Regions from separate parts of the Mus musculus genome. Here regions 1, 2 and 3 are each linked to region 4. The links are chromatin contacts, called in public HiChIP or PLAC-seq maps. All regions are on one chromosome and are shown on one strand. The core of a region is the stretch at or near the end of the contact, and the rest is flanking DNA. Distances in the headings are between cores, read along the strand shown.

Region 1 (4,945 bases), core at 2,370-4,869, 300 kb after region 4:
CTCCTGACCTGAGTCCAAAGCCCAGGACCCACATGGCAGAAGGAGGGAACTTGATCCCTGCAAGTTGTCCCTCTGACCTCTTCACTAGCACAGTGGCACACACACTACCATATGCATATGTAAGACAAACTATATGTCAAAACTGTTAAGACTTTATATAAATTTGTGTTGATGGGAGAGATCTCATTAGTCTTTATCTGAATATCTCATGAAGTCTACTAGAAGTTATAATTGAAAAGCAGTGCATATGGATAACCAGATTAAATTTGTTTGAAATTAAAATCAGTTTTGAGACAGATGACACTCAATTACTAAGATCATTTGATAGATGATAGATAGATGATAGATTGATAGGTAGATACTTATAAATGTATCTATACTTTTATCTTTATACATATGTATATACATATATTATACTTAAACAGAGACAGTAAGACACAAGAAGAAAAAAGAAATATATTCTTTTATATCAAATTAATATCGCTGGGTATTTAATGCTTAAGAGTTATTTTAGTCTCCTCTTTCAACTTGACCATATTACCCAATGTTTCTACATATAATATGTTACCAAAGGGCTTTAGACCTCATCAATTTCAATTCTTTTCTAAATTCTTCCTCACTTGGGAGAGGCATGCAGAGGTCAGAAGACAACTTTGTGGATTCGGTTCTCTCCTTCCACCTTTATATGGGTCAACCTCAGGTCACTAACAGGGCTTGCAGGGACAGTGCCCTAACCCGCTGAGCCATCAAGAATATAAGATGCTGCTGTAGGGTATATGACTTTCAGACTAGTCATATGCATGTCCATTGGCTGCTCAGAGGATCTCAGGCATTTCAGGGCTAACAGGGACCCAAGCTTAGGGAGGGCCACCCCAGCCTTACGCTCAACCATCTCCGTTTTGCTTTTATTCTGCATATATTTATAACTCGATGTCAAGCCAAACTCTTTTTAATGTACAGATAAGGGGATTTCCTTTAAAAGTGAAAGGTCCTGCCTAAGTTCACACAGCTTGTTGGTGGAAGATCTCATGGGTCAGAACTCAGGCTTATGCATGCAAATTACCTTTCATCCACTCTGTGGTTCTCTCTGTGCACTGAAAATTGTAATGTTCTCAGTCACTCATCTTATAGTGGCTAAGAGGCTCACATGGGACCAGTCCTTCTCTTGCAAAGCACTTTCTCCCTTAAAATCTCTCCGATTCAGTGACTGCAGAACTGGACAAAGGAGCCCTGTTTTGGTAGCAGCCCGAAAGCCAGTTAGAAATGAAGTATGAAACTTCTTTCACTATGCCACTCCGTCTTTAAAATATCATTGGTCTGCCTCCTCAGTCTTCCACATAAGACTTCAAACTGTGACTATGTACAGATGACGAACTTCCTAAGGACAGCTTCCTGCCTGCCCTGTGTTAGATTACTATTCAAGCATCACATACAAAACCAGGGGGGAAAATGTAAAGGAACAGTTTGAGGATACGTGTTTTTAACTTAGCTGGCACATATGTAAAGAAAACATGCAGAAAACCTTCAAGATCATGTTGCCTTTGAATAATTTCTGGTGCTATTTTATAACAATATTGAAAATTATTCCCCTTGAATTTATGTTACTTTAACTAGGGCAACTCTGAGCACCAAGGAATCCAAATGTCCTGGGATTGTATTTAAATGACAATGCCTGCACAGCAGGCAACAATTGTCTAACAGAACAAAGTGTTTCCTTCTACTGCAACAAGATCTCACTGTGTACCCCTGGCTGGCAAAGAAATTGCTGTGTAGACCATGTTGTCCTTCACCTTGAACTCACAGAGATCTGCCTGTCTCTGCCTCCTAAGTGAGAGAATCAAATGTGTCTACCACCATGCCCAGTTTAAAGCTTCATCTTAAAAAAAAAAAAAAGAGGGGGGGAGGGGAGAGAGAAAGGAAGAAAGGGAGGGAGGGAGGGAGGGAGGGAGGGAGGGAGGGAGGGAGGGAGGGAGGGAGGAAGGGAGGAAGCAAGCAAGCAAGCAAACAAGCAAGCAAGCAGAAAGCAAGATTGAAGCTCTGCAAAGACAAGTCTTTAAGGACTCAAGTGAGGAAACCTTGTGATAGTCTTGAAGATAATATAGAGATGGAAGAGAGGAAGAGAGACAGGAACAGAATAATGTTGTAGGTAGGATTCAAATCTGAATACACAAAGTGGCCTGAACCATTATAAAATCTCAGTCACAAACTCAAACCCAACTTCAGGTCTTCCCATGCCCTCCAATGCAGTATCCCACTCGCTTTCAGTGACACAGTTGCTTCTTCTTCATGTGCCTACTGTTCTGGGACATTATTCATCTTCTTGTGTACAAAGAGGAAATGGCTTATGCTTGGTTTAAAACCCTGGAAAACACTCCCCCCAGAGCAATGACCAGTTTGTATCTTTCGAGCAGCTGAGATCAAAGTGATTTAAAATGTTTATTTTTAAAGTAAACCATTTACACCAATCTATGGGAAAAAAATTTTTTTTCTTTAAGACTTGTATTCGTCTTCGTTAAATCTTTACAGGCAGACCGAAATCACCTGGAGTATCTAAGGTGGCCTTATCAGGATGGTGGGACCTGTTTGATCCGGCGCTATCTCCATGTCATCTCCATAGGAAGTGGAAATAAGGCTGGGCAGGAAAATGCAAAAGACCAGACCTTGCTAGCCAGATGCACCTTGAGCCTGGTCCTCAAAGGATAGACGCCACATGGCTCTACCTGGAAAAAAAGTAAACAAACAAACAAAAAAACAAACAAAACAAAACAAAAAACCCCACAAAAACAAAAACAAACAAACAAACAAAAAAACCAGAATGGTGAAAGACACCGTTTCAGGGAATCTTTTACGAAGGTAACCTTTGTGACTCTCCAGCTTCTTTCCCCAAAGAAGGAATTCCTAACTTAAAATCCAGCTCTTAACACATTATAGCACATGCCACACAACAGTAGATAGGAAATTCCACAAGGCCCTTGGGGGAGGGGGAGCCCACTCCTCTCCTTTTCCCATCTGAAGGGTGATTTGAATTACATGGGGAGGGGGTCGCTTTATCTTCGGGAGGAGGGGCTTTCCCAGCCCCCTGGCTTTATTTCACATCTCAGGCACACAACGCTTCTTTTATGAAAACCCAGCTTAAATATTAATGTGTGTTTTCTTAAGGAAGTGGAAGGCAAATCAACTTCCTGGTAACCAGGGTATCTGATTTCTAAAATGGTCTAACGCTGATTGTCACAGGTCTGCCAGATGTGAGGGCTAAACCTCTGAAAAAAAAAAAAAAACGGAAAGGCAGGCTTTCATGCCCACTGCTGTGCGGGTCCCCACTGCTGTGAGGGTCCCACGCCTCCTGGAGTTACATCCTCTGCTGCTGTGTTTTTGTTAGCTCGCTGCCGGAAGTCCTCAACAGCCCAACTTGTTTTCTGATCCTTTAAGGACACTCCTAGCCCTCTGTCAGCCCTGAAATTGAGAGTGTGTTTGTGTTGGTAAGTGTGGTGGACTAATTAAAATAACGAGAGTTATCTTGAGCAGGGCCACTTGAACATAACGGGAAAGGAGGTTACCCAAGAGTTTGCTACAAAGCCTATTTTGAGTCAACCTTTGTTCTGTACACTCCTGTTACCTCCTGCATCCAGAAACAATGTCTTTTGTTACCAACTCCCCACCACCACCTCCCTTCTGGAAGGCTGGGTTTGTTTACTGACATTTTCAATACCAAGCAATACAAAGGGTATTTCCTTATATTAACTCCAAATGTCACCCCCCCCCCAAAAAAAAAAAAAGAAAAAGAAAAAAGAAAGAAAGGAAGAGGAAAGAAAAGAAAGGGAAAGAAAAGAAAAAGAAAAAATTTGCCTGTAAAGAAGCCTGTCTCACCAGATAAGATACCAGTAGTTCAGAATACACACACACACACACACACACACACACACACACACACACACACACACACACACACACAAAATCTTGCTCTTTGATTTGGACTTCATGGGTCTACCAGAACCTATGTTTCACCTTTTTTGCTATGTCATTTCAAAGCCACTGGCACTTCATTGCTTGGTCCAGAAGAGGATGGGCCACTTTTAGCTGCTGCTTTTAAAATGCTTACAATGAGCCAGATATGGTAACACAAGCCTTTAATCCCAGCACTCAGGAGGCAGAAACATATGGAGCTCTGTGAGTTCAAGGCCAGCCTGGCCTACAATCTGAGGAACTCCAGCTCTCTGTACTCAGAGGCTAAATTATGACCTGTGCCCCTTCAGTTCATATATAGAAGTTCTAACTGCTAGAGCCCTAAGTGTGAATGTATTTACAATAGTGTGTTTAAAGAAGTAATTAAAATAAACCAAGGTCATTAGAAGAGCCCTTATCTAGAATGGCTGTTGTCCATAATATATGAATAGGTCAGCAGATACCAGCACGGCAGAAAGAGACAATGCAAAGACACAAGAAGAAGATGGTGTCAGTTAACCAAGAAGGAGGTCCTCCGAGGAAGGCAGCCATGCTGACACCTTGACTCTGGCCTCCCAGATCTGTGAGGAAGTACACTTCTGGGGTTTAGGTAGTCCACCCTGTGGCACTTCCTTGTGACAGAGCCAGCTAGCACTTGGGTACCCTCAACAACTGATAAGCTTAAAAATAAGTCAGGGCTGGAAAGATGGCTCAGCAGAGAGTGGATAGTGTTCTTGCAGAAGACCTGAGTTCCCTTCAATCCTCTGGAAGTCTAGATCCAGAGGGACCTGATGCCGCTGGCTGCCAAAGGTGCCCACGTATAGTCATACATACACGTAATTCAAAATAATAAAAAATAAATCTTTTTTTTTACTTTAAAACAGACCTCTACGCTACCAGAGAATAATACATAGATAATAAATCAATTTTCAAAGAGATTTTACCCTATAAATATTCATTAAACACTGAGGCAAATCTAGAGAGCAGGGATGTGAACCAAACT
Region 2 (4,791 bases), core at 1,462-3,961, 430 kb before region 4:
ATGAGTGGAGGGCAGAAATACTCCTGGATTCTCTTTCATCATATATCCCTTTAATTTTTCAGAATGTATTGACTGCTTAGGAAGTTGTGTTTGGTGGCACATCAATACACATTGGCCACAGATATTATTAACCAGGGGTCAACAAACAGTAGCCTTTGGGCCAAATCAATTTTATTGCCTATATTTGTATAGTCTCTTGAGTTAAGGATGGCTTTAACAAATTTTAAGTGTTGGAAAGCATTCAGAGGAAGAACAGTTGATGAGATGCGAATATTGTATGAAATTCAAATTTTGGAATCCATGAATAGTTTTATTGGGACACAACTACACCATTCATTTACATACAGTCTTTGAGTGCTTTTACCCTGCACGGACACAGTGAGCTATGCAGTGGCGACAGTCTGGTCTGCCGTGCCTTAGATATTTATTATCTGGCCCCTTACAGAGAATGTTTGCTGATCCCTAGCCTGACGTAATTGTGGTAATCTCATTTCCCTTGTGAATGACTGGTTTGAGAATGAGCATAAAACCATAATCCTGGGAAATGGAGAATCAGAAGTCTGATGGGGCTTCTGGGAAAGGTTTCTAGGCTTCTGAAGAAAGCATAGCAGAGACAGACAGTTTCTTCACTCTTTGTTGTTGCTACTGCCGGGTGAGAGAGTTGGTGCTGTAGCGGCCCACTTGTGGCTAGAGTCTCTAGCTTAAAGATAAGAGCAGCTAAGGATGACAATGGAGAGGTGATGGGAACTGGTCTCTTCTTCACGTGGATGCTGAACCCGCAACTGAGCCCCAAGACCTACTCTGCCTTTGTGAATCAAGTTGTATTTGGCCATATATTTGCTTAATATTTAAGTAATTGGGGGGGGGGGCTAAAGTTTCTATTCTTTGGTGTTAAAGCCTCCTAAATAGGACCCTGTGATGCATGAGCCGTTACACCTGGTGTTGAGAGTACAGTAGAGGCATAAGAAGCTAAAATAGCATCCCCATTTTCTTCTCAGTCTATTTGGGAGTGTAATCTCTAAAACTGGTACAAGGAATGTTTGTCTGTCTTGGATAGTCAGGGTAGACTTTGCAGAGGTACTCATTTTTAATCTGAAAAACTGGAGAGCAATTTGGATTCGATGAGACCCAGTTCACAGGAGAACCAATCAACATTTCCAGGCAAAGAGAAGACTCTATAAAGGGGCAAAGGACAGTTGAAACAGGATGGTGTTTGCTGGAGTGGTTGCTGAAGAGAGGCTGCTGTTACCGATGCTGTTGAAGAGGGAGGGTTACTTGGATCGCTCCTCAGATGGACTTTTGTAACAATTGTGATTAGTAGCTGTGGAGAAAAAAAAAACTGTCTGAAAACCAGTGGTCGGGCTGGAGAGGTCCGCCAAAGGTTAAGAACACTTACTGCTCTTGCAGAGGACACAGGTTTAGTGTCCCTCACATGAGGTAGCTCACAATCACCTATAACTCAGGTTCCTGGGAATCTAATGTCCTCTTTTAGCCTCTGCAGCACGTGCACACATGTGGCATATAAAACTCTGTCTCCCTCTTTAAAACACGCACACATGCACTCACGCACTCGCGCGCATTCACACACACACACACACACACACACACACACACACACACACCTTTATAAAACAATGACAACACTAAGGAATTGGTGTTAGTAGTCAGTGTCATTCATTGACTTCTTGCTAGGTTAAGTTTGTATGTGTAGAATCTCACTCAATTTCATCATTGTTTAGTGAGAAGCTCATAAAGTGAGAACTTATTATTATTATTATTATTTTTTACCAAAGCTATATTTAACCAAGGCAGAATCGGGTATAAGGGCCCATCCAATTTCACATAGTAAGTATAGAAGGGGGGCACATCTTTGGGCATTTTAATTCCACACCAGTCTGCTGGGGGCATAGACAAACCCCCTAAGCCCTTTGGCATAGAATGTGCTGGACCTCATATATTGGGTATCTAGCAGCGTCTGTGACTCTTGCTCATCAAGTACAATGGCTTTCAGGAGCTACAACACAATTGCATTTCAGAGGGTCTTGTTTTCTATTTCTTAAAGAAGCTACACATATTAAAAGCAAATATGGTGATTTTATGCGTTAACTAAGTGTTGTAGTTTGAACTTAGCCATACCAATTGGGCACTTTTGGCAACACAGTTTGTACAATAAGCCAAGCACTTACAATTTATGTAATCATTTATAATTTAAAATACATGCCAACACAGATTTTACCTCATTGAGGGGTGGGGCCTTATGAGGCTCCCCCTCCACATGAGGAAATGTTGATGGGCCCAGTTGAAGGCTTTCTTTTAAGGCCGTGCATATGCAGCCTAATGTTCTGTGAGGGTATAATACATATTAACTATGTTAACTGCACCCCACATATACATGCCCTAAAATGCAAGGATGGATCCAGAGATGAATAAAGGAGAAAATATTCAGGGAAATTCCAGTTCCCCCCAGTTTATAAAAGGAAACATTTGAAGAACAAGGAGAAAAGGGAATACTTGCGACTTGCGATTCAGAGGTAAGGGCAAAGAACTGGATCCTATGAAAAGCAGAACAAAGACAGAGCTGTCAAATGTCAGCTTGTCAAAGGCAATTAAGAGTAGTTTCAAACAAGTGAGGCTGATAGGAAAGTGAGCAGAGGAGGGAGACTCTCTGGGGCCACAGGGGAAGAAAGTAACACGGGTAGGGGTAGGCTGGGAGGCGGTACCAAACCTAGCAAAATCTCCACGGCTGGTTCTAAACAGCATGGCCTGAGTTCTCAAACAGAGCAGGGACCAAGTGGGGGGAAGGACCAGACATTCTGGTCATTCATGTAGAACCTCAATGACACACCCAGATAGTCGGCATTCAAGTCTCGGCCACTGAACCACGCAGGGCAGTGAACTGGCTCTTAGATACGTTCTTTGCCTTGTCTGTTACATGGATCTCAGCAGAGCTCCTGATCCTTGCAGAACTGAAGGAACGATGGAGTGAAGTCATGCAAACCAATGTTTCACATTGCTCCACACACACAGCAAACTGTTCATCAGTAAATATCAGTGATGTTGACAGCACCACTGTCTGGACAAGAGATGCTAATCAGTCTTCCATTCTCTGTCTGGAGTCTTCCTCACTGGGTGGACCACAATGCTTGCTTAGGATGGGCCTTTGAAACTGCCTGTGAAATGAACGAATAGCTCTTTTCCCTAGAATTATCATTATCATTATTATTTTGGTTCAACCACTTTTGCAGTTGATTTGCACGTCCTCCTGCAAGGGAGTATACAGTGGTGAGAATTTTAATGCATGAGTGGTTTGGACAACAGCCCCAAATGTCTTATTTTTACTACATATTATTATAGCACTACATTCATGGTTAGGGGTCAGCTGCCATTTCCTGAGCTTTATAACATGCCTGTTTTAATTAACATCAAGCTAAATTTTGGCAAACAGGTGGTCAGCCCAGATGTGAATGTTATTTTTAAAAGTGCCTTATGGCTGTTAAATCTCTCCTTTTTTTTTTTTTAAAAAAAAAGCAAAACCTATATGAGTGTGGGCATGTGGTGGGGGAGGGGACAGCAGTGCAGTAAAATCTGAAATACTGATTATCTCAGGCTTTCCTTAGGCAAGCTTCAATGACGACAAGAGGCTTTCAAAATTATTAAAATATGTGTACATAGGCCATGGACTAATAAATTAAATGAAAGCCAGAATTACAATAAAAACGAGGTGGCCACACACTGGACAGATAAAAGAAAGTATATAGAGGGTTACACATGCTCTGTGTAGCTTAGAAAAATAAGTGGCAGAGTATGAGTGTCAGGCCACAGGAATGCACTGCATGCAGGTTTCTACTCTTAGAGATATGACAATTTGTTTGCATGTGTGTGAACAGTGGTCACACAAAACCCTTCACCCCCTTTCTTACACATGTACATATTTATAAACCCAATCATTATAATATAGGTTTAGATAAAATTAATCTCTTGGGGTCCTATTTTCTTCAAATTCAAGTGTGGGCATGTGTGTGTGTGTGTGTGTGTGTGTGTGTGTGTGTATGTGTGTGTGTGTGTGTGTGTGTATGTGTGTGTGTGTGTGTATGTGTGTATGTGTGTGTGTGTGTGTGTGTGTGTGTGTGTGTGTGTGTGTGTGTGTGTGTGTGGCAGGCTGAGAACAACTTTGGGGAGTTGATTCTCACCTCTGCACCTTGTTTTTGAAGTACTATTTCTCTTGTTATTTTTGCCACTGCACACTCCAGGCTGGCTGGCCTGTGAGCATCCTGGTACTTCTCCTCTCTCAGCCTTGCATCTTCTGTATCCATTTTGGGATGTTGGACATACGCTACCACATGCAGCTCTTTTACAGACATTCCACTGAGGACTTCGGGTTGTCAGGTTTGCCCATTTGCCCACTGAGCCATCTCCCTGGAACTACTCTTATATTTTTAAACTAGACCCTGTGATTCATGGCATCTTTGTTGATACTGCTTTATCCTGGTGTAAGTTTCATGCCAGGGCCATGACTTTGACCTTCTGAATGGTTTATCAAATCCTCATTTCTCTTTGTTATCCCTTCATCTATGTTATGGCTCTCTCAGTCTGGGCCACTGTAGTAGAAACAGCCTGGTGCAGCTACATCTGCTGATGCAGGCCTCTAAATCTGTTATCTATATATCACATACAGCATTATTTATTTAAAATGAAATTTAAGCATATTCTTTCTCTGGATAAACATCTTATGGCATTTAGTCATCCCACTGGATTAAGTTAAAACTCTTAATCATGGCCTTCAAGGCCTGG
Region 3 (5,068 bases), core at 566-3,065, 320 kb before region 4:
GTGCCATATATGCCTATTTATAATCCTGGCATTTGTCTGGCTTGGGCAGGAATTTTAAGAGTTCCAGGCAAGCTTCAGCTGTATATGGAGTTTGGGGCTAGCCTGAGTTATAGAACCTTTCTCAGAAGCAAAAACACAAGGAAGAAAAAGGAGGTAGTGAGTCTATACACCTACTCAGTCCAAAAAGAATACAAAGAAAACTGAAAACTCACCCTGGATAGATAATCCAGAATGATCACCATGCTTTCTTTAGAGTATCTCCTGATGAGAATTTTGAGAATCCAGGTCACTCTTACCTCATCTTTAGCTCTTTGAAACCCTGGGCACTAAGTCCATCAGTGCAGCCCTTTCTAAATTCCCCTTCCCTAGGTCCCTGTCCGAATGTGTGATTTACTTCCCTTATAGAGTCTCTAAGGTAGGCTAGTTCTCTTGTAGGGGCATGGGCTACCAGTCCCAGACATGGAATCTGTCCTTCAGTTATTCCATAGCACTTGATAGGCCTCTCACAAACTCCCCAATACACATACCTATTTGTGTTTTGTCTTATTGTTTTATTTAGAATATAAGTTAATTGATCGTATGCTGTTACCTTGATAATTTTTGTACTTGTAAGTGTGCTCACTCATGAGAAAGCTATATCTGATTTGTTTATGGATTCTATATGGATAATAATAAATGTCTCTGAGTATGGCAATTTCATATAGGACAGTATGATAGTTAATTTTCATTGTTAGCTTGACTGGGATTAAAGTCACATGGGTATGTCTGTGAAGGTTTCTTCACAAAAGTTTTACTGAGGCCAACCAAATGTAGAGGCATTGTCCCCTCAGGCTGGGGACAGAAAGTGGAGTGGGCAGCTGTGTTCGTGTCTTGTTGCTTCATGACTGAACACAGTGTGGCTGTCTTCCACATACTCTTGTCCCATGCCTTCCTGTCATTAACAGATTCCCTCAGAATTATGAACTGAAACACACCCCCAATTTTATGTTGGGTGTTTTACTGCAGAAACCTAAAAAGCAATACAATTATTTTTGGAGATAGTCTCCCAAACTGTAGTTCAGGCTGGTCTGGAACTTCCTATGTAGTCTGAGCTGACTATGAATGTGTGGTAAACTTCCTGCCTCAGCTCCATGAATGCTGGGATTTAGGTATGAGCCCTGATTCCCTGTTCTTCCACAGTGCTCAATTCATAGAATCCCCTGGAAACATTCATTAGTCATCCTTACCATCCATTGATCACTGTGGTATTTTGTGAATCATTCTTGCTACTTCTTACCTATCACTTAGTTCACTAATGTTCCTATTTCAGAGTCACGAGCTGAGGCACAAGGAAAGTGAGGTGGTAACCAGAGGCCATCTCGCTAGTGCAGAGCAGAGCAGGGTAAGCAGTATGTGGATCCTACAAGACTCAAAGCTCTTGATGTGAAGAACTGAGTAAGAGAAGCATCTAGTTGGACTCTCAAGCTGGAGATGGGGAAATGACAGACTGACAGTCAGTATTGCTCTCTCAGGTCCTATGGGCTATAAATGCAAAGTCGATGGTGCCAGTAAATGAGAGAAAATTTAACCCTCAATTTGTGTCAAACTCAAGTTCTGTAAATACTAGTTAGATCTCATCAAACCACTTGTCAAAGTGCCAAGAAGGGTTTCATTTTTTAAAAGCACATGCAACTTCTTTCAATCTGCTTGACTGGCCAAGCCAGGAAAAACAGGAAAAGGATTTTATTCTGTGAAGATCACCCCCACCCTCACTGTGGTTGTTGGGCCAAGCCGGCCTGCCAAGTAGACAGTTAAAAGAGTCAACCAGGTGTGGGCAACGTCTCCAAGGCTGATACAGAAATAGGCATTAACTTTAAAGCCACTAGCTTTAATGTCGGGGAAGAACATGTAAGGCGTGCACATGTAAGGCGTGTCTAGTCAGAGAAGCTATCATGACACAAGCCCAAATGGGACAAGACATTTATTTGCATTAGATCCTGAGGTCCCCATGAGAGAGCTATGGCGAGGGGATCTTTCTTTCTTCACAGTGCTTAGCATTTTAAGTCTGGTGGAGCAGGCTGGGTAGTTATGACTCATTTTATGAAAGGAAGATCTTGAGATTCCTGCAGTAAATACCTGGGAGAGAGAGAGAGAGAGAGAGAGGGAGAGAGAGAGAGAGAGAGAGAAACAGAGACAGAGAGACAGAGACAGAGAGACAGAGACAGAGAAAGAGACAGAGAGAGAGAGAGACAGAGAGAGAGAGAGAGAGAGAGAGAGAGAGAGAGATCCAGAATTTGAGCAACTCAACTTTCATGGTATATGGGATTTAAAAAGCAGAAGATTACAAAGTTACACTGCCTGGAATATCTGAAGTATAGATCTTCCCCTTTCTCCCTCCCTTCATCCCTTCTTCTCCCCTGCCTCTCTCTGTCTGTCTCTGTCCTTTCTCTGTATGTATCCATGTGCTGCTATCTGCTTTGGATCTTCTGGTTTCAAGAGAACAAACCACAGATACATACATACACACACACACAAATGCACATACACACATATACATGAATGCACATACACACATATAGAAAGAGAGACAAGGATAGAGATAGATAGAGGCAGGGGAGGAGAACAGATGGAGGAAGAGAGAAGGGAGAAGATCTACACTTCAGGTATTCTGGGTAGTGTCACTTTGTAGTTCTATTGAATCTTCAGCAGGAATTTGCACTGGTAAGGGCCAGAACATCCAGGTCTCTGTGGGATATAGTTTATTCTACACCAACCCATTGTAGCAATAAGAAGATTTTCTTGTCTCATTAGAGTTTTGGCTTCACTAATCAAGAAAGACAAAAGATGAACGCAGAAGTTTACATTTGGGAAAGATGCTCAGGATACATTGAAACTGAGTTCCTGCTGAACTAACCATCATGAAAGCTCTACATAGTGCTATTGTGTGTGTGTGTGTGTGTGTGTGACCAGTGTTGGCAGGTATAACCATATCATACCCAAGGACATAACAATATACAATCAGTTACTGCAGACTTTCTAGACTCCCATTGCCCTTAAATAGGTAGATGGATCGCTGGATTGTAAGGTATAGGCTTAGGGTAGACTGGAGAGTCCTCTTTAAAAATGAGGGCAATCATAGAGGAAGTAAGCCATTAGGAAGTCTGCACAATCGAGGTTACTTCTAAACCCGTCCTTAATGAGAGAGATGAAGAAAATAAATTTGGTCAATTAGAAAGTAATGAAGACCTTGCAAAAAAGGACTATCGACAAAAGGCCAGCAAGGGAATTCTTGAGTAATTTGAGTGTAACACACACTGTACGAATCAGCAGGTCAGAGTGGTGTGCCTCCCTCCGAGAAGATTAAAGGCATTGGTACTGGGCCCGCTCAGTTTCTCTCCAGTTATTTCTCCAACTAGCAAGCAAAAATTTGATCTGAGATGAACCCAGAGGATAGGGAAATGGGGATTCTCAACTTCAAAATCATGGTGATTATTCAGCCGAGGCAAGCCAAGGCCTCAGCAAGAGAACTGGGCCCAAAGGAAAGATTACCTCAACCTCAAAGAGAAAGAGATGTGAAGGGCAGACTAGAAAAACTTTACTGTATAAACCAGTTCATTCTTTCTTTGTTTCCCCCCAAGGTAGTATCTTTGTCTGTATTTCAGGCTGCCTTCTATCTTACAATCCTATTTTTCAGTCTCGGAAACCATGGGTTTGCAGATGTATATCACAGGGTTCAGTGTCCCAGCTTAGCCAGTTTTAGAATTAGATTATCAGAAGGCCATGCAAGTGGTTCCGGGTAAATCTCTCCCATTTATGCTGTCAGAGGGAATGACAGTGAACTATGCTCTTAGCAAGGCAGATGATGAACACATCCTTTGTTTTATTTGTTCTGTATCCATCAGGGAAAATTACAGAGCTCAACTCATCTAGGAATGCATTCTGTGGGTTTGCTTCCATAGTGTGTGTTCATGTGTGTGCAGAGGTGAACATGTGTATAGCAAAGTACATACATGTGTTGAGTACATAATGGGGCTTAAGAGTTTTCAAAGTCATGACAGATACATAGTGTGAGTGTTGACTACTAGCTTACAAGATATTCCAGATGCTGGTCTAGGACTTGGTATGATTTTGAGCCTAGGAATAAAATCTACAGAATCATAGGGAATCATTGATCCCTATGGTCTGCCTAAATATTTACTTAAGCATAAGCTACTACTAACTTCTCTAACAATATGTACAGTGGTAGTATTGTACTGCACTTGAACTTGTACTGTGCCTGGGGAAGGGAGGATGCTGTTACAATAACACCACCTCTGATCTCTATATATGTTCCATGACACATGTACACCTGCACACATACAAACACACACATGAACAAACCCCCACACACATACTACATGTACATCCTATACATTCTCAGTAAGAAGAAAAAAATAACTTCAAAATTTAAAAAATAATAAGAGAAAAATCATTAGAGAAGAAATCTAAGACGTTACTTATCTGTGCAAGACTAATTCTACACAGCCCATGTTTATGGAGAAGTGAATGCTTTCTTCAATAGGCCTGCTGAGTGAATCTCCAGTTAGTTCAGTCCATTGCTGTGTCATCTAGCCAGGTTAAAGGACTCACATGGAACTGTTTGCCAAGAACTATCATGAAAGTGTAAAGCCAGGTTTTCTAGACTTCAGTCTTAAAAAAAAAAAAAAATAAAGACCCAGACACTGGAGTTATTCCAGAGGAAAACCAGCACATAATTAAGGAAATGGAGTCGAGAAACTGATTTATAGAAATAATTAAAGCAACACATTTTTTACGTCTCTGTCACAAATAAGGGCATGTCTTTGACATCCATCAAGGGCTTTAATTGGAATAATGAGTTAATCCAGGGAGAGATGATTTAGGCTTGATATCAGATAACAGGGTGGGATTGGGGAATTACCTGGTGAAGTGATGACATTGTCATCTTCCAAATGAAAGTGAGAGAAAAACAGAACAATTAGGGAAATGGTGCCTAATAGCAATTTTTACATAAAAAGATGAAATTGTTACCGTTTGACAAAGTTATGAGCCAGAAGACTCACACTTCCCA
Region 4 (5,193 bases), core at 55-2,554:
TCTAGAAGACTTTTCCAGAAAGTCCTTAGATTATGTCAGACCTCACGATGTTATACCTTCAAAGCATTCTTGACTCGGACCTCAATACCCTCGTTAGATGTTATGTGTGTTGTGGGTTTATGTCAATTTTTCTATTGTAAGCGCCAAGAGTGGGAACAATGCCAGTGTTCTTACGAATGGGTCCACTACTCCTCATCAAGGGTCATAGGCATGCCAAATGCTTGAGGTTTAAGGGAACAAATGAATGAATGAGTGAATGAATGAATGAATGAATGAATGCTGTCAAGAGGTAGGCCTTACGGAGTTCTAAGCCAATTCAGAGTGTGGTTATCTGTTTTTATTCTGTGGAGCTCTGGCATATGTCTGCCTCTTGCAGTTTAAGCATCATAGACATGGATGACGTGGAAGCGGGTTGTCTTGTCTGGCACCACATGCATCCTGAAGTCATCCTGAACCTTTTGCTCAGTGTTTCTCCTCTGCAACTGATACAGAATTGAAAAAATAGGGGATGGCCAAGCTGATCAGGTAGGAGTCTCCATGGAGACAGGACAGCAGCTTCTGTATGTTCTGGCTTACATGGGGTGGCCTTTCATGACCTTACCTTGGGCTGTATTTCAGGGTAGTGCCATAGCAGTGCCTCCCACAAATGAATGTGCTGGTGGTTATGGGACACCCTCTTAGGTCTGGCCATGGAGTTTCTGTTGGTCGAGGCATTTTGTAAGCGCCATTAACCTCATCGTGTCCAGTCATTGCAAAATTAGTGAAGACATGGAACGTACAATGGAAAGATGTATCCTTAAATGACCCGGTCCCAGATGTGTGTATATCTTCTGTGGACCTATGAAGTTTGCACAACGACTGAGTGCCTGTAACTTTCAATTCCAGACAGATGTGGTTTTGTCAACCAGGAAAAAGAAAAAAAAAACTATTATCCACACAAAGTTTATATATATATATATATACATATATATATATACATATATATATATATATATATATATATATATATATATATATATATATATATATATGTTCTCTAGTCACACGTCTCATCAGCAAGCCAGGGCACATAATTAATTGACCAGGAGGCACACTGGGATTAATTAGCAGTTGCATAGGAAGAGTTTAGCTCAGCCTTCCAGGGCAGAGGATGGTGTTCTAGAATGACCAGTTCCTGGATTCCCAATTCAGCCCCTATCATGGGGGGAATCTCACTGTTCACTGACAATAGGACTGGGGGCTCTTGCCACCAATGTGGGCCAGCACGTGCACACCTGGCTCATGCCAGCAGAGGGCAGCAGTACGCTGTGCGTGTTCAATTTGCATTCCAAATTAGCAGATCCCGGTGGGACCTACAAAGAAAGGAAGTGGGTGCCCCAGGCCTAGGCTAATTCTCTCTGGGTGTTAACACTGGCCCGAATAATAGCAAACCCGGGCCTTTTGCAGTCCATTGAGTGTTGCTCTTCTCTTCTGCCATAGAGAAATGAACACGCCACTAGGAGCTGCTATCACAGACAGGAAGTAACTTTAATTAAATATCGTGAACGTTGAAAAGTTTTTTACAGTTTGAATTTTTGAAAAAAAAAAAGGAGAAGAAAAGAAAAGAAAGAAAGAAATAAAAAAGAATGAAATATAACAATCTCTACAGTAGTTGAGTGCTCTAACAATTGGATTGTACAGTGTGTGTCTATTGAAAACGTTTGAAAAGAAGGTGAAAGATTTGCAGAATGAGTTCATGGAGCTGCATCCTACATTGTGAGGCCGGGCATGGCGTGGACATATCCAGTCATCCAGAGGCAGGGCTCTTCCCCCAAAACGGAAATCTGAATTGAATTCTCTACTCCATCTTCTTTTTAAAAGCCATATTCTGTATTTAGGGGGCTATATCTTAAAGGGACTTAAAAACAAGATTTTGTGTAGAAGAAAGTGGTTCCTAAAACCAAACTACTTCTCCATCGGCTAATCAAACAGAAGTAACAAAACACAATTGATACACATTTTCTTTTTAAAGGCTCTTTGGGCTTTCCAGTAAAGTTCTCATCACGTCACAGCACGTGGCTAACAGATTGGTGGCGTCTTTTGTCAGGGTCTGAGCCGGACACCTCACCGGCTTGCTGCTCGTTCCTTTGCAGACAGTTGTCTGGCTCACCAGACAAAATATGGCTTTAGACGTTAGACATCTTGAGGCCAGCGCTTACCACACGAATTCAGACAACCTTTCTGAGTACGGAGAAGCAATGCTAAACCTTGCTTATATTTTTTTCCAGTTTCTTTTTATTTTTATTATTATTATTATTATCATCAGTTGTCATTATTATTATTTCTCACCATGAAAAATCAGCTTTCCTCCCTCCCCTCCCCTACCAACCCCCCCAACTTCCCTCCCCTCCCCTCCCCAACCCATAAAAATCCGCACTCTGACAGTCTAGTGAAAACCGTTGAAATCCATCCGGGCATGCACAGTCGCAGCTTTGTTAATGTTCTCTTGCTCTACTAGAAAAAGTAACATTGTCTTAAAGTAACAAAACAGTTCTTTTGTGCTTTTCGATTTCTCTCTTTTTTTTTCTTCTTTTTCTTTTTTTTTTTTCTTAGAATGTTAGTGATGGCTGACAGTTGGGGGGGGTGCACAGTACAATGTACAGGTGAAATGGATATGATTTGCATTGTTAAGGCATCCAATCTGCTGGTTTATATTTATGTGAAAGACAGAGAATATACAAGCAGACTTAAGAAAGAAAGTATGTTCATTGATCTCTATGAAGTTTCTCCCCCAAATTTAATGCACAAAATGCGTCACTCCAAAGGGAGAGATTCCATGCATATTACTAGAGTAAAACAGCGTTTTTGTATGCTTCCAAAGCAAAGGGTACATTATTTTTAAATCTACAGAACTAAATACTACAAGAATAATATGCTACTATTTTTTTGCCATATATTGGAAAAAACTTCTTAACTTACAAATAATACAAAAATAGACAATGGCTTTTGGGTGGAAATAAAAAAATGAAGCATGGTTTAAAACAATACTAAAAATACCTATAAATGAATTGTTTAAAAATCACATTGAAACAGCTAATACAACTATAAGTGACCAAACTATACTTGCGCACTGTTCACAAAGCAAACACACACACAAAATAAACTAGGGGTGGGGGATGGGAGGAAGGAGAGAAAAGCAATGTACAAATTCCAAAGATAAATACATTATTTATATGGATATTTTACAAAATCCCCATTAAAACAAACAAACAGAAAGCCTTTGAATTAACTTTGCAAGTATGTGCAAGCTAAAGGTAGTGCGCTTTTTATTTCTTTGCAAAATATGCAGTATAATTCTTTGCGTGTGTGAGATCGAAAATCTTAAGACATTAAAATGTATAAATAAAACAACTTTGGCAAAAAAAAAATCACAAAAGAAATCTACAGTATTTATAACTACATACAGAAACAGAAGGGCAGAGGTCAGCAGGAACACGCCCCCTCAGAGCCTTGCTGGCTGAATCTTTGCTATGGATTCTTTAAGAACACTTCCCAGTTGAAAGCAAAATTTCCCATAGAAAGCTGAGTTTGAAGCCTCAACCTTCCCTTCCTCTCTCCCAGTTTCCTTTCACACTGAACTCCAAAGCACTTTACCTGTTGACTGAATATAGAACTTTCCAACCTTGCGGAGTCTTGCGGATACAGACCCCTGTGTGATTTGGGACCTTGCGGAGTCTTGCGGGTATAGACCCGTGTGATTTGGGAGCCCGGAACAGCACACCTACTTGCCTTTGTGGGTTTGCTTTATTTGGGTTTTTGAGCCCAGATCTAGAGTTAATATCTAGGATTCCAGCTTGAGTAAGCTTGGATCTCTTGACGGTGGAGTGCGAGCGAGATTTTGGCTTGGTAAACTGGAGGGCATATATGGAATTCTGTGCCTGGACCCTGTCCTGTGAAGTCTTGAAGGAGATTCTCGCTCGGAACATGTGTTGCTCCACTCTCAGAGGCCGCTGGCTTCGGGAGAAGTTGATGTTAAGTAAAAGAATAAGATCGGGTTTAAAGATGCATGTTGTTTTGTTTTGTTTTGTTTTGTTTTTGTTTGTTTTTAAACAATCTGTCTAGAGGCACTGGCTTTTCGAGTACAAGGGCAAACGTGATCATGTATGTCGCTTGGTAACTTTCCAGGCTACACTTATTTACACAGTTACTTAAGACAACCATACAAAAGAGAGAACGAAGCTTGCACTGCTAAGGGGTGGCGTGTTAAGTTAGATATTGAAAATGCACTGTCTGAGCTAACTACCACTGATAAGCTTTAAGGCGCAGAAGCCGACCCTTAGTTCACTAAAAAATCTAACTGGCATTCCTATTCTGTCCATACGAGCTCTTTTTTTAAATTTATTTTTCCCTGTTTTTCTTTTTTTTTTCTCCTTTTAGATTTTTTTTTTTTGTAAATATCACCACTTCATTCTCCCCTTCCATAGCTTTAAAAACATAAATTAAAACATGGAGTCTTGTTTATAGTGGCCCTTGTGTGTAGCTTAATGGTTTATAAAAGACAAATGGTTGCAGAGTTAAGCTTAAGAAAAGAAAGAAAGAAAAAGAAAATGTGGGCTTGCTTTTTATCAATACAGAATAAATATATCCCCCAGATACTCGGGGGTTACAACTTTAACCAACACCCTGCTCTGGCAGACCCCCTTTCCAATTTCAGTATTTGCAAGGTCGGTGATTTTGTTTAAAAATCTGCAGTTATTGTGTGATTCCTCTTAAAAAGGCCTGAGTTAAAAGTTCCACTCTGGGACTCATGTCAGATAACTTTCGTAGCAGAATCCAACCTCTTCATTAATAAAATTCTTCAAGGCAATTCTTTCACATGGGAGGGACAATCATGCCAGATATCGCTACGAAGAGAAAAGACAGAAGTCAACGGTTTTGCATCCAAACATTTCACAAGGGAGGGGAGACACAATAATTAAAAACAAAAAAACCCAATCCACACGTGACATTGGTAGCTGAATGTTACCCAGATGCCCTTGCATCTTTCGGGGAATGAATTGTGTCATAAAATATACATGTACCTTATTAAAAATGTTATACATGTATATGTGTCTCTAACAGGGTATCCTAAACATTTCTCTAAATCTGACTTCAATTTTAAGACATAGCTGGAGAGTTGCATAGTTAGAATACCATTGGGAAAGTTGCAGCCTC

Evidence for each region. HiChIP or PLAC-seq counts read pairs in DNA pulled down with a chosen protein or histone mark.
Region 1: a contact with region 4 is called in a RAD21 HiChIP or PLAC-seq map of pro-B cells, with 4 times the contacts expected there. The contact joins two enhancer-like sites. A contact is called at or near these places in 1 of 15 datasets of contacts at CTCF or cohesin (pro-B cells), 3 of 484 Hi-C or Micro-C datasets (embryonic stem cells and uterus), 5 of 115 datasets of contacts at active chromatin or transcription factors (embryonic basal ganglia, embryonic limb bud and embryonic stem cells) and 1 of 9 other capture datasets (embryonic stem cells).
Region 2: a contact with region 4 is called in a RAD21 HiChIP or PLAC-seq map of pro-B cells, with 7 times the contacts expected there. The contact joins two enhancer-like sites. A contact is called at or near these places in 2 of 15 datasets of contacts at CTCF or cohesin (large pre-B cells and pro-B cells), 3 of 484 Hi-C or Micro-C datasets (the C10 cell line, large pre-B cells and pre-B cells) and 1 of 115 datasets of contacts at active chromatin or transcription factors (large pre-B cells).
Region 3: a RAD21 HiChIP or PLAC-seq map of pro-B cells shows a contact between it and region 4, with 7 times the contacts expected there. The contact joins two enhancer-like sites. A contact is called at or near these places in 2 of 15 datasets of contacts at CTCF or cohesin (large pre-B cells and pro-B cells), 3 of 484 Hi-C or Micro-C datasets (large pre-B cells, pre-B cells and uterus) and 1 of 115 datasets of contacts at active chromatin or transcription factors (large pre-B cells).

The regions. Positions count from the first base shown.
Region 1 is chr11:44,706,160-44,711,104 of GRCm38.p6, reverse strand. The region is part of intron 6 of Ebf1 (early B cell factor 1); the gene reads right to left. Among named protein-coding and RNA genes, the nearest start is that of Ebf1, 91 kb to the right of the region's middle. Within about 2 kb of position 3,619, at least 54 of the 459 cell types and tissues checked have an H3K27ac peak or open chromatin away from gene starts, as enhancers often do. A contact at or near this core is called in pro-B cells, where this site is marked.
Region 2 is chr11:45,440,126-45,444,916 of GRCm38.p6, reverse strand. No RefSeq gene overlaps it. Among named protein-coding and RNA genes, the nearest start is that of Gm22284, 200 kb to the left of the region's middle. Within about 2 kb of position 2,711, at least 13 of the 459 cell types and tissues checked have an H3K27ac peak or open chromatin away from gene starts, as enhancers often do. A contact at or near this core is called in pro-B cells, where this site is marked.
Region 3 is chr11:45,320,603-45,325,670 of GRCm38.p6, reverse strand. No RefSeq gene overlaps it. Among named protein-coding and RNA genes, the nearest start is that of Gm12159, 210 kb to the right of the region's middle. Within about 2 kb of position 1,815, at least 14 of the 459 cell types and tissues checked have an H3K27ac peak or open chromatin away from gene starts, as enhancers often do. A contact at or near this core is called in pre-B cells and pro-B cells, where this site is marked.
Region 4 is chr11:45,004,407-45,009,599 of GRCm38.p6, reverse strand. It overlaps Ebf1 (early B cell factor 1), which reads right to left. Exons shown (of 16, transcript NM_007897.3): 16 at 1,504-4,883. The coding sequence ends at 4,852. Among named protein-coding and RNA genes, the nearest start is that of Gm51859, 82 kb to the left of the region's middle. Within about 2 kb of position 1,304, at least 28 of the 459 cell types and tissues checked have an H3K27ac peak or open chromatin away from gene starts, as enhancers often do. A contact at or near this core is called in pre-B cells and pro-B cells, where this site is marked.